2 separate regions of the Muntiacus reevesi genome follow, and region 2 is linked to region 1. Evidence: chromatin contacts called from public Hi-C data. All regions are on one chromosome and are shown on one strand. Each heading gives the region's core, a stretch centred on a gene start, on an enhancer-like site or on the middle of the called end of the contact. The rest is flanking DNA. Distances are from core to core; before and after follow the strand shown.

The links. A called contact is a pair of places that touch in the nucleus more often than the background predicts.
Region 2: a contact with region 1 is called in a Hi-C map of muscle, with 3 times the contacts expected there. The contact joins the promoter of DNAJC24 here to the promoter of IMMP1L in region 1. A contact is called at or near these places in 2 of 3 Hi-C or Micro-C datasets (blood and muscle).

The regions. Positions count from the first base shown.
Region 1 is chr9:29,277,778-29,283,996 of mMunRee1.1, reverse strand. IMMP1L (inner mitochondrial membrane peptidase subunit 1) reads right to left here and starts at 2,548. Exons shown (of 7, transcript XM_065943917.1): 1 at 2,434-2,548. ELP4 (elongator acetyltransferase complex subunit 4) reads left to right here and starts at 2,659. Exons shown (of 10, transcript XM_065943911.1): 1 at 2,659-2,911. The coding sequence starts at 2,689.
Region 2 is chr9:29,422,751-29,428,115 of mMunRee1.1, reverse strand. It overlaps DNAJC24 (DnaJ heat shock protein family (Hsp40) member C24), which reads left to right and starts at 3,557. Exons shown (of 5, transcript XM_065943916.1): 1 at 3,557-3,634; 2 at 4,454-4,566. The coding sequence starts at 4,456.

The sequences.
Region 1 (6,219 bases), core at 1,299-3,798:
AAGCTGGAATCAAGATTGCTGGGAGAAATATCAATAACCTCAGGTATGCAGATGACAACACCCTTATGGCAGAAAGTGAAGAGGAACTAAAGTGAAAGAGGAGAGTGAAAAAGTTGGCTTAAAGCTCAACATTCAGAAAACTAAAATCATGGCATCAGGTCCCATCACTTCATGGCAAATACATGGGAAAACATGGAAACAGTGACAGACTTTATTTTCTTGGGCTCCAAAATCACCACAGATGGTGACTGCAGCCATGAAACTAAAAGACCCTTGCTCCTTAGGGAAAAGCTATGACAACCTAGACAGCATATTAAAAAGCAGAGACATTACTTTGCCAACAAAGGTCTGTCTAGTCAAAGCTATGGTTTTTTCCAGTAGTCATGTATGGATGTGAGAGTTGGACTATAAAAAAAACTGAGCGCCTAAGAATTGATGCATTTGAACTGTGGTGTTGGAGTAGGCTCTTGGGAGTCCCTTGGACAGCAAGGAGATCCAGCCAGTTCATCCTAAAGGAAATCAGTCCTGAACATTTATTGGAAGGACTGATGCTGAAGCTGAAACTCCAATACTTTGGCCATCTGATACAAGGAACTGACTCATTAGAAAAGACCCTGATGCTGGGAAAGACTGAACGCGAGAGGAGAAGGGGAAGACACAGGATGAAATGGTTGGATGGTATCACTGACTCAATGGACGTGAGTGTGTGTAAACTCTGGGAGTTGGTGATGGACAGGGAGGCCTGGGGTGCTGCAGTCCATTGAGTCGCAAAGAGTTGGACATGACTAAGCAACTGAACTGAACTGAAGATAATGTTGTACCAAAGATTATATGCTAACTTCAGGAATGCATGGGTGCACATCTTCCTGGATTGTAGTTAAAGTTGAAAAACAATTTTTCACTTTAGAAAACTAAAGGCTGAAGTAAACAGAGCAGAAAACAAGCGAATATGTAGTAAAGAAATCCATAGAAATTCAATATTTGTGTACTTCAAAGTTTTCAGAGCAGCAAAGCTGTCTAAGAAGTTCCTATTTGTTACTGGAGTGCTTTGTCACCTTCTGTTTTGGTCTTCTTGAGTGCTACTTACTTACTACAGAGCAATATTAATGTATATTGTTCACTGTGATCATTTTAACGGGTATGTTGTTATCTATGTGTTAATCTTATCTCCTCCAAATGAGAACTGTTTTTTTTTAACTTTGCCTTAAAATGACAAGTTTAGGTCCAAGCAGACAGTAAACCCTCAACAGTTACTTACTGAATGACTGACATCACAGAATTATACTGGTAAGACTCCAAATGAAAGCACCTAAACCATGATCAAGCTTTCCAGTTGATATACTGTTAAACTGCAACACTTTTTTTTTTCTGTACACTTTTCTTTAAAAACAAAAACCTACCAAAATGAAAAACTGGGGTCACTATGTAGCAATATAATCTCAAAGAGAATCAGCCAAAAAGTTTTTACAAGTCACTGAGATTTAAAACAATTCAATGGCAAGAGTTTCCATGAAGTTTTGATGTGTTTCAGAAGTATCATAGAAAAATGTCAAAACCAACAATAATTATTAGTGCAAGCATAATTTGGGACTCTTTTAGTTTACACATTTGTCAATCATGAATGCCTTCAAAGATTACTTACTCCAATCCCCTAGCCCATGCCCAGCTCAAAATTTTGAAAACAAAATTTAAATCCAAGGATTCGTGGCTTTTTTTGAAAATCTAGGTTACATGGCTTTTTTCATCATGTAAAATTCCTATTCTAATAAACTCTGGATTCAGAGTTCACAGATCACTTGAAAAAGAAAGCACATACACATCTAATTCTTACCAGTTTTTCGGGTAAAAAAAAAAAAAAAAAGTATTGTGTTATTTGCAGCTGCCTTAACAGCAAACGACAATTAAATGTGTGAACAAGGTTGTCAGAATAACACTTATCATTCACACCACTTATGGAAAGGCGCTCTAAGACTTCCAGAAGCACTAATTAAAATTAACGAAAGCAACTTACGGGGACGTGTCACGAGAGGTACAGTTTGTCATCTGCTGTTTGAAACAGAGGAAAACCAAATCGCCTCAAAGCTCCATAGTTTTTACTCTAATGTGTAAATCCACCCCAGCTGCCACCGGCACTGAGGAACCGAGGCCGGGCTCAACAAGCTACTCACTAAGGTAAGAGTTTCAATCCCTTCCATGTTACCCAACTGCTTAGAAAAAGACCTGAAGAGGATGCCGGAGGGAATTTTCTTTCAGAAATCAGAAAAGGCCTGGGGTGGGGGCGGTATCCTGTTTACTACAGAGAGGAGGAAAGTGCAGGGTCCTACTGAAAGTTGCTTGATATACCCCACCACCAGCCGCCTTCTTTTTTTTTTTTTTTAACTCAACGTGAATGAAGACATTCAAAACGAGAAGAACACTAATGATATTACCCACCTCTAGCCCCAAAGAACCCAGGAAGACTCTCATCCAGGACTCAGGTGGCTCTTTCTCACCTGGGCCTTGCAGAAGTCGGCCGTCCTGACGTAAACGCACTTTTCAGCAATGCGCCTTCCGATTGGTTGACTCGGGAGGGAGGCCTCAGTCCTATTGGCCTCAAGAGCCGAGGAGGCGGGAGTTTGGAGCTGACTGTGACAGGCCCGCGGCTTAAGCTCCCAGAGTTCTCATTGGGTCAACGCGGGAAGCCCCAAGATGGCGGCAGCAGGGACCTGCGGCACCGGCACCCGGAGTACTGGGTCTATAGTGGCGGCGGCCAGCACGAACAACGTCACCAGCTTCCAGCGTAGGGGTCCCAGAGCCAGCGGTGCCGACAGCGGCTCCTCTCGACTGGTGTCCATCGCGGGGACACGGCCGTCGGTGCGGAATGGACAGCTGCTGGTATCAACCGGGCTGCCTGCCCTGGACCAGCTCCTAGGTCGGTTCAGAACGGAGATCTGGGCTCAGCAGAGGGAAAAGAGGGAGGGGACTTTGCCGGGGTAGACACCCTGACCCCCCATCTCTTTCTCACCTCTCAGCATTCGGACTTGGAGAGGATGATTCAGTCTGATGGGAGGAGGAAGGGTTGCATGGAGACTTTAAATGCTGTTAATCAGATCTGGTTTTGTGCTCCCACTTTCTACTTTGGTGCCCACCAGCCTTTTTCTCCATTACGACAGGAAACCTACATGCTTTTTACCCTCACGTGCATTCCTAGTCAAGGGCAATCACTGATGATTGGAGACGATTTGGCGTTCATCTAGGATCCCGTCCCGGTCTTTGAATGCACCCTTATGTGAATCCCAGATAACCCATGGTTTGGGCTAACCTACAGAAGTTTGTATCACTTGAGACAGATGGGAATCAATAGAAAATGCTGAAAAAAGTAACGTCCCCTCTTTCGCCGCCTGACTGCTTATCTCCTGTTGCTGAATCTTTAAACTAATCATATTGACTTTAAAAGAATGTATGTTAAAAGCTTAGGTGCATCCAAGTAATGAAAGCTTGTCTTTGACCTTAAGAGAGGTACCCAGTATCTGCGTTAAATATATGTATATTTGTCTTTGTTATTTTTTCTCTATATTTTGCTTCCCAGAGTTACATCTCAAACGATGTTTAAAATCATTTTACATTTTAACGAGAAAAAGAAGTCCAGATTTTAGGCTTTCCAAAATCTCTGGAATTTTTCTTGAGAAGGCTGCTAAAGAATATGCTTGATTAATAACCATTATGTTGAAAAGACTGAACAGATTAGATAGGTAGGGCAAAGCTGCTGTGTTAATAAAGCTTGTAAAGTAGTTGATTCCTATCAGAATGCTATTTTACTAAAATTGGTCCATGTTTGTATTTCATAATTTTATTATTATAGGGTGAGATGTGTCAGTTAAGCCTTGTACACTTTCATAAAATATTACAAATGAGATTGTTCTTGTACTTCCCTTGTCATTTTCACTCTGTAATTTTTTTCCCCACAGGTAGACTTTTGAGATAGGTTTAGCAATAGAAAGGCCAATGAGAAAGAGTATGGCTTCTTACCTCTGTTACTTTATGACCATAACTGGATCCTGGTTATTTCTACGTAAATTTAAATAATAAATTTGAATGTTTTCCCTTAATTGTTTCAACTCTGTTGCCTTCCTAAATTGCATGGTACTATAAACAGAAATGATTCAAAATATCTAGTTAGCAAATATTTATCTCACTTTTTTTCCCTTATGAGTTTAACTTGGGGTCATCCTGTATCTATATGTAAAACTTGGAGGCTGTTCCTAGTCCTTAATTTTGTTTTCTTTTTTTTTTTTTTGGTAACTCAGTGGAGATATGTAACTTCATTCACTGATCCTGAAACTCTCCAAACAAAAAGGTCACGTTTCTCACATTACATCTTCAGTTCCTCATTAGAATAACAAAATGTAACTAGCACAGTACCTGATACTTATAGATTCTAAATAAGTTCTTGGTTTAAAGAAAAATAATGTGTAGGAAAAAGCATGCACAGATTATGAAACATGTAGGATGGAATTATGTGTTTGAGCTCTAAAATCAGACATGGCGATTAACTGACATGAATAGAGTCACAAAACTAGTGACAGTCTGGCTGATCTTCAGGCTCCACATTTAATGCTCTACACTATGCTGCATTTGCTTCAAATTTTTGACACCTCTTTTCAGGTGTTTTTAACCATTTATTGAATCTAAGCCTAAAGATTTAACTGTAATAGCTTTTACAGCACCCACCAGAAAGGTGACCCAAAGCACCTTCCTTGTGTTTTTTTACAGTGATATAAACTTGAACTGTAATTTTAAATTTCTCCAGATTTGCTTGAAGTAGGGGAATTTATTTATTTGACTCTAACAAGATTATGCTAAAAATTAGTGTTCATTAAAATGATTGAAATAATATCAGTTTTTTGATATTTTGAAATATATTTTGCATGTATACAGTTAATTCTCAAATTGCACAGAAGTTGAAGACATTCTTATAATAGGAGTTACTACATTTGGAATAATAAAATGTCTAGAAATATTTTAGTTGTTAACTTCCTAATGGCATTTTTATATTTTGATTTTCTATTTTCTGTGACCCTTTAGAGCAAACCCTATACATGTGTTATTCATTAAACCATTGTTTGAAAGTGAAACATTTGGCTGCTAATGTGTATACACAAAAGTAAAAGCAATTCAGATTATACTGTGGTTCTGAAATGTTGTCTGACTCAAGATTGTGACAAGTCTAATATAATCTTATAGTGACAAGATGTAATGATAGTAGGATGCTATGACATCAGAATGATAAAACTATACTGTGACATTGTTGTTGCCTAAATATATTCTGTAGTTACTGCATAACAAGTAAATGTTGTATTGTCACTGGCATATACTACAGTGATATTTTACTACTGCCATTGTGACATTGTAATTTAAAGTGTAGATGCAAAATGAAAAGCATAAAATAGGCAAATTGAATGTTAGTTATTTGATGATATACTAGTATTTCCATTGCTTACTCCGAAGTGTTTTATAAATTTGAGACTTTTCTATTACTGTGTCTTAATCTTCTTGATCTAGTTATATTAAATATTTTTATTCTTTATTTTATTGTTAGATATCGATTTATATTTTCCAAGTTGAATAATTTACATTCTGGAATTTCCTAACCCAGTTTCCCAACTGTCCCTTTCCAGAACATTTATGTTGTTATTTGAGGACGCTGTGTGTAAATATTTCATTTTTCTTCTTCCAGAAATTTCCAAGGAGATTATATAGTAGATAAAGGATTCTGGCAGAATTTCTCTTTTCCTTGAATATAAAATAGTCCATTTTAGGACCATATTGACTAACGTAGAGAAATTATCTCCCAGGCTCATCTTTCAAAAAGATATTTGAAGGACGGATGACTTCTCAGTTTTAACTGGATTAAACTGTGTTGTTCAGAATTTATTAAATTTTGACAGACAAGTGAATGGAAATAGGAATTGGGATAAATAATAATCCAGGAAGACTGCCCTGAAGAAGCTTGAGGGTAGCTACCATTTTCAACATTGCCATGAAAAAATAATTACTGGTGGGTATAGTTCTTTGCTCCATTATATTTTAATCTTGCTTCCCTGATAGCTCAGCGGGTAAAGTATCTGCCCATAGTGCTGGAGACAAAGGAGAAGCGTGTTCAATCCCTGGGTTGGGAAGATCCCCTAGAGAAGGAAATGGCAACCCACACCAGTACTCCTGCCAGGAAAATCACATGGA
Region 2 (5,365 bases), core at 2,308-4,807, 140 kb before region 1:
CATATGACCCAGCAATCCCACTCCTGGGCATACACACCGAGGAAACCAGATCTGAAAGAGACACATGCACCCCAATGTTCATCGCAGCACTGTTTATAATAGCCAGGACATGGAAGCAACCTACATGCCCATCAGCAGACGAATGGATAAGAAAGCTGTGGTACATACACACAATGGAATATTACTCAGCCATTAAAAAGAATTCATTTGAATCAGTTCTAATGAGATGGATGAAATTCGAGCCCATTATACAGAGTGAAGTAAGCCAGAAAGATAAAGACCAATACAATATACTAACGCACATATATGGAATTTAAAAAGATGGTAATGATAACCCTATATGCAAAACAGAAAAAGAGACACAGATGTACAGAATAAACTTTAGGACTCTGTGGGAGAAGGTGAGGGTGGGATGTTCTGAGAGAATAGCATTGAAACAAGTATACTATCAAGGGTGAAACAGATCGCCAGCTCAGGTTGGATGCATGAGACAAGTGCTCAGGGCTGGTGCACTGGGAAGACCCAGAGGGATGGGATGGGGAGGGAGGCGGGAGGGGGGATTGGGATGGGAAACACATGTTAATACATGGTTGATTCATGTCAATGTATGGCAAAAACCACTACAATATTGTAAAGTAATTAGCTTTCAACTAATAAAAAAAAATAAAAATAAAAGTGGATTCTGGTATAAAAAAACAGATAAGTTCAGATTTTAAGACAACTGATCTGTTTTTTCAATAAACTAATAGCAAGAAAAAGGGAGAAAAGAAGGTAGTAGTTAAGTATTGGGACTGCTATAGCTTAAAAGATATTTAAGAGAGAATAACCAAATGCAGTGTGTAGATTCTGGTTTCTGACTCAAGCAAACCAACCATAAAAAAACAATTCTGAGACAATTAGGGAAATGTAAACAAGCACTAGATTTGGATAATATCAATTAATTACTGGTAATTTTGGAGGACTAATGACTTAATGGAGATGAGATAAAAAGTTGCAAACGAAAGTATGCTTTACAGATGTAAACTAAAATATGTTATTATGAAATGACAGAACACATGGGATTTGGTGGGGACAAAAAAAGTGTACCTCTTTCTATATTAAAAAATAAATACACGAAAGTTGAGATACTATGATTAGAATTTTGTTCAAAAAAGCGATAAGAGAGATAACACAATACATTAATGCAATCATAAATCAAAATAAAGTGCTCTTTCTATAAAAAAAACTGAAGGGTTTGAGTATAATTATCTATACAAAGATCGTCTATGCGGTGGTAAAAGGAAGTTTGAGGGCCAGAGAAATTTAAAGTGGTGACATTCTGATAGTACTGTATAAGAAGGTCTTCAGAATAACACAGTTCTGTCATTTTAGGTATACTTAGGGCCACACAGAATGTTGGAACCAAGCATGAAAATCAGATCTTCTTACTTAGTATTGATATAAAGGTGGCTGTGTCTGCCTTTACACATGACAAAATCCTATGAGGAACCTAAACTATACTTTTCCTTTTAGATTTTTAAACTTTTCTGTATCATTCAGTTATTCAGTTATAGTTTGGTGAAAGTCGCTCAATTGTGTGAAACTCTTTGTGGCCCCATGGACTGTAGCCTGCCAGTCTCCTCTGTCAATGGAATTCTCCAGGCAAGAACATGGAGTGGGTAGCCATTTCCTTCCCCAGGGGATCGTCCTCACCCAGGGATCAAACCCTGGTCTCCTGTATTGCAGATCCATTCTTTACTAGCTGAGCTACCCGGAAACCATCAATAAATAACTGACCATATCAAAATATCTTTTTCAATGTGCTTAGAGTTTGTCTCGACTGCTTCTCAAATGGATATTTGGTAGAAGATTAAAAAAAAAAAAAAAAAAAGGAAAATAAATCTAAGGAGTAACATCAACAAAACTACCTTAACATTTCCAAGTGAAATTTATATCATGCTGTGGAGAAAAAAGACACAGTTTTGACCTCCAGGTAAAATGCAAGAAAGAATAGTCAATATGTTATCGAGTCCAAGCTCACTCTGCTTGCCACAAACAGGCACCAATCCAAGAGATGAGAGGTTGAGGCAAGGAAGAGACTATAATTGGGGAGCCAGCTGATGGAGAAGATGGCAGGCTAGCACCTCAAAATAACCATCTTACAGGGCCTGGATGCCAGGTTCTTTTATAGATCAGACATGGGGGAAGGTGAGGAGGCAAAGTTAAAAAAGCCATTAATATTGCAAACATCTCCCAGAATGGCAAACCTCAGGCAGAGGTTTTGTTAATTTCTTCCTTCCTGCCCCCTACAGGTGGACAGGGTTCTGAACAAAGGCACTCTAGTTTAACGGTCAGGCAGAGGGGCAGGATTCTTTAAGGCTGGCCATCATTCTGTACGATTATAACAGAAGTGAAATCAAGTCAAAGAAACAGTATGAACACGGAATCAGAATTGGCTTCTCTGCAACAAATCTAAGGTAAGCAGCACAGAGATTTGACAGTAAAAGGGAACAACAGGACGAACGACAGGGAGAGGAAAGTGCCCATTTGGAGTACCCAATAACTACCTCAAAGTGAGCGTTTTATTTTGCTTTTTCTGTGAGTTTGAACGATGTCATTGCTGCCCTGCGAATAGGAAGACTTGCTAAGAGTGTGAAAGGACTTTGAAAAGTTTTCATTTTTCACGTCGGTTTCTAAAATCTAAAAGAAATAAGTTGAACATCTCTTCCAAAAAAACAGTATTAAAACTGAAAAACTTTGGGCTTCCCTGGTAGCTCGCCGGTAAGGAATCTGCCAGCAAAGTAGGAGAAACCAGTTTGATTCCAGGGTTGGGAAGATCCCCTGGAGAAAGACTAGGCTACCTACTAAAATATTCTTGGGCTACCTTGATGTCTCAGATGGTAAAGAATTCACCTGCAGAACGGGAGACCTGGGTTCAATCCCTCGGTTGGGAAGATCCCCTTGAAAAGGACATGGCAACCCACTAAAGTAAAATCTAAAAGAAACAATTAAGTTGAACATCTCTTTCGGAAAAAAAAAATATTTATATTTATATAAAAATATAAATATATTTTTTAATTTATATTTTACAAACAAAAACTTTGTACTCAGCATAGGTTTTAGTTCTCTTAGCTTTGGAATGAGAACATGCCAGAGTAGTCTAAGGAGAAGGGAGGAATCAGTTCTTGTCACCCTTCTCATCGACCTCCACCCGCTCTAATCCCAATCATCCCCCGTCATGGTACTGCAGTCGTCAACCGGGAAAGGGCAGGGGGCTGCAGTGGGTAGGTAATGTGGGGGGAGTTTTGGGGAAGGCGGAGGAAGCTTGGAGGGGGGTGCTGGGGGTACTCGCTGAGAAAGAGGAGAGAAACGACAGTCTGAGAGCCAGGACGACAGCGAGCTAGAACTAGGCGAAGGAAGCCTTTTCCCACCGCGCCCGCACTTACTGTTGGTAAACTCCTGAGGTAGAGGCGAATGGGTTACCATAGCGACCGCGTCCAGAGGGCGGAGCGGCGCTTCCGATCGGTGCCCTCGCCATTGCGGCTCGGCTGGAAACTTGCCGGCGTTAGAGCAGTGACTTCCGGCGGAAGCAGAAGCTGGTTCCGAGGTTTGGCAAAATGCAGGCGCGGAGTGGGCTCTAGTGGCTCTAGTGTTGGTAAGTTTGCGATCGAGTGGATCCAGGAGAGGGTACGAGTCTGTGGCTGGGCGACACAGCGCACTATGAGTGCAGTGGATTTCCGAGTCCCAGTTTTGAGGAAGCCCCGGATGTCTCGTTGAGTTTGCGGCTGTGGGAAGAAGTTGCCTGGTTCTGGGGCTCCTGGCGGGTTCTCTTCGGTTCGGGAGGGCTGTCACGTCTGCCCCTGAACGGTTTCAGGAGCTCTTTGCGAGGTCTGAGTGCCTGTCCAATAATTGAGGGGTTGTTGCTCTCCACCTGCCAGTGCTGCCTGGCTTTTGGCATGTTATTCTTTGAAGATAACCTGAAAGACAAGAAGTGAACTGGAGATATTAAGAGGAAATGCTCCCAAATTGATATTAATTCCTCGTTTTGCTTTTTAAGAATATTCATTTTATAAACACTTATTAAACTCTAGTATGTTTAGTTGAATACCTACTGTGTGTCGCTTTTACCAAGAGACTAGCAGAAACACCTTTCTTAAAAGGTCATCCACCGCTCGGGTTCATTATCGAAATTTTTTTTTTTCTTACGCTATTGTATATTCGTTCATTTAAGATATAAGCGTATATCATGAACCATCTAACAGACTTTTCCACATTTTTCTGTATACTTAAACGTGAAATTCTTGGGGCGTTTCAAATGAAAATATTTGCTTTTTCAGGCTTGCATCATTATCATGACTTAATGTTACAGAACTTAGGGAAGCTGTACCTAGTTATTTCCCAGATATACACAAACTGTAATGAATTGTCAATATTTCTATTCCGCTGATCTGAAAAGGACCACTTTTTGTTCAAGGGATGATGGCGTTTGAGCAGATACCAAAAAAGGATTGGTACAGCATTCTGGGAGCAGACCCATCTGCAAGTGTGTCAGACCTAAAACAAAAGTATCAAAAACTCATTTTAATGGTAAGTCTTTTGTTTTCGATTCTGTGTTGCAGGGGGAAAATAGGGTTTTTTATGTGACCAGAAATACAGGTTTCTGTACCATGAATATGTGATATCAAAGCAGGAATCAAAAGTATTAATTTGGTTAATTGAAAGTTTCAGTATTAGTGTAAAAGAAAAGCGTTGATTTGAAGTGGAATTGCATAGTGATTTGAACCATATCTGAGTCGTGCTGATTGGTTTAAAATCCTGATTCTACCACTAATTAATCTTGGGAACTCGGGCAAGTTATTTTCCCCTATATTTTCCTTGTGTTGGCTAAAGTCATGTTCCATTCTTTGTGAGCACGGACTGTAGCCTGCCAGGCTCCTCTATCCATGGAATTTTCCAGGCAAGAAATACTGGAGTTGGTTGCCATTTCCTTCTCCAGGGTATCTTCCCCACCCAGGGATCAAGCCTGCATCTCCTGCATTGGCAGACAGATTCTTTACCACTGAGCAACCTCAGGGAGTATTAAATGAAATAATCTGTGTGAATTTCCTTGAAGTGTGTAATGTAGTAAGCAACATTAGCATCCAGTAAACATTAGCTTCCTGTGGCTATTATGCACCTGAAACTTGGCTAGTCAAAAATGAGGTGTGCTATAAGAATAAAACAGACATTGGGTTTTGGAGGCTTAGTACAGGAAAATAATATAAAATAATCTAAAATTTTTATGTTTATTAAATATTGAAGTGATAATGTTTTGGATATATTAGCTGTTTTACATATTTTATACATATGCAGTAAACATACTATCAAAATTGCCAGGCTTCCCTGG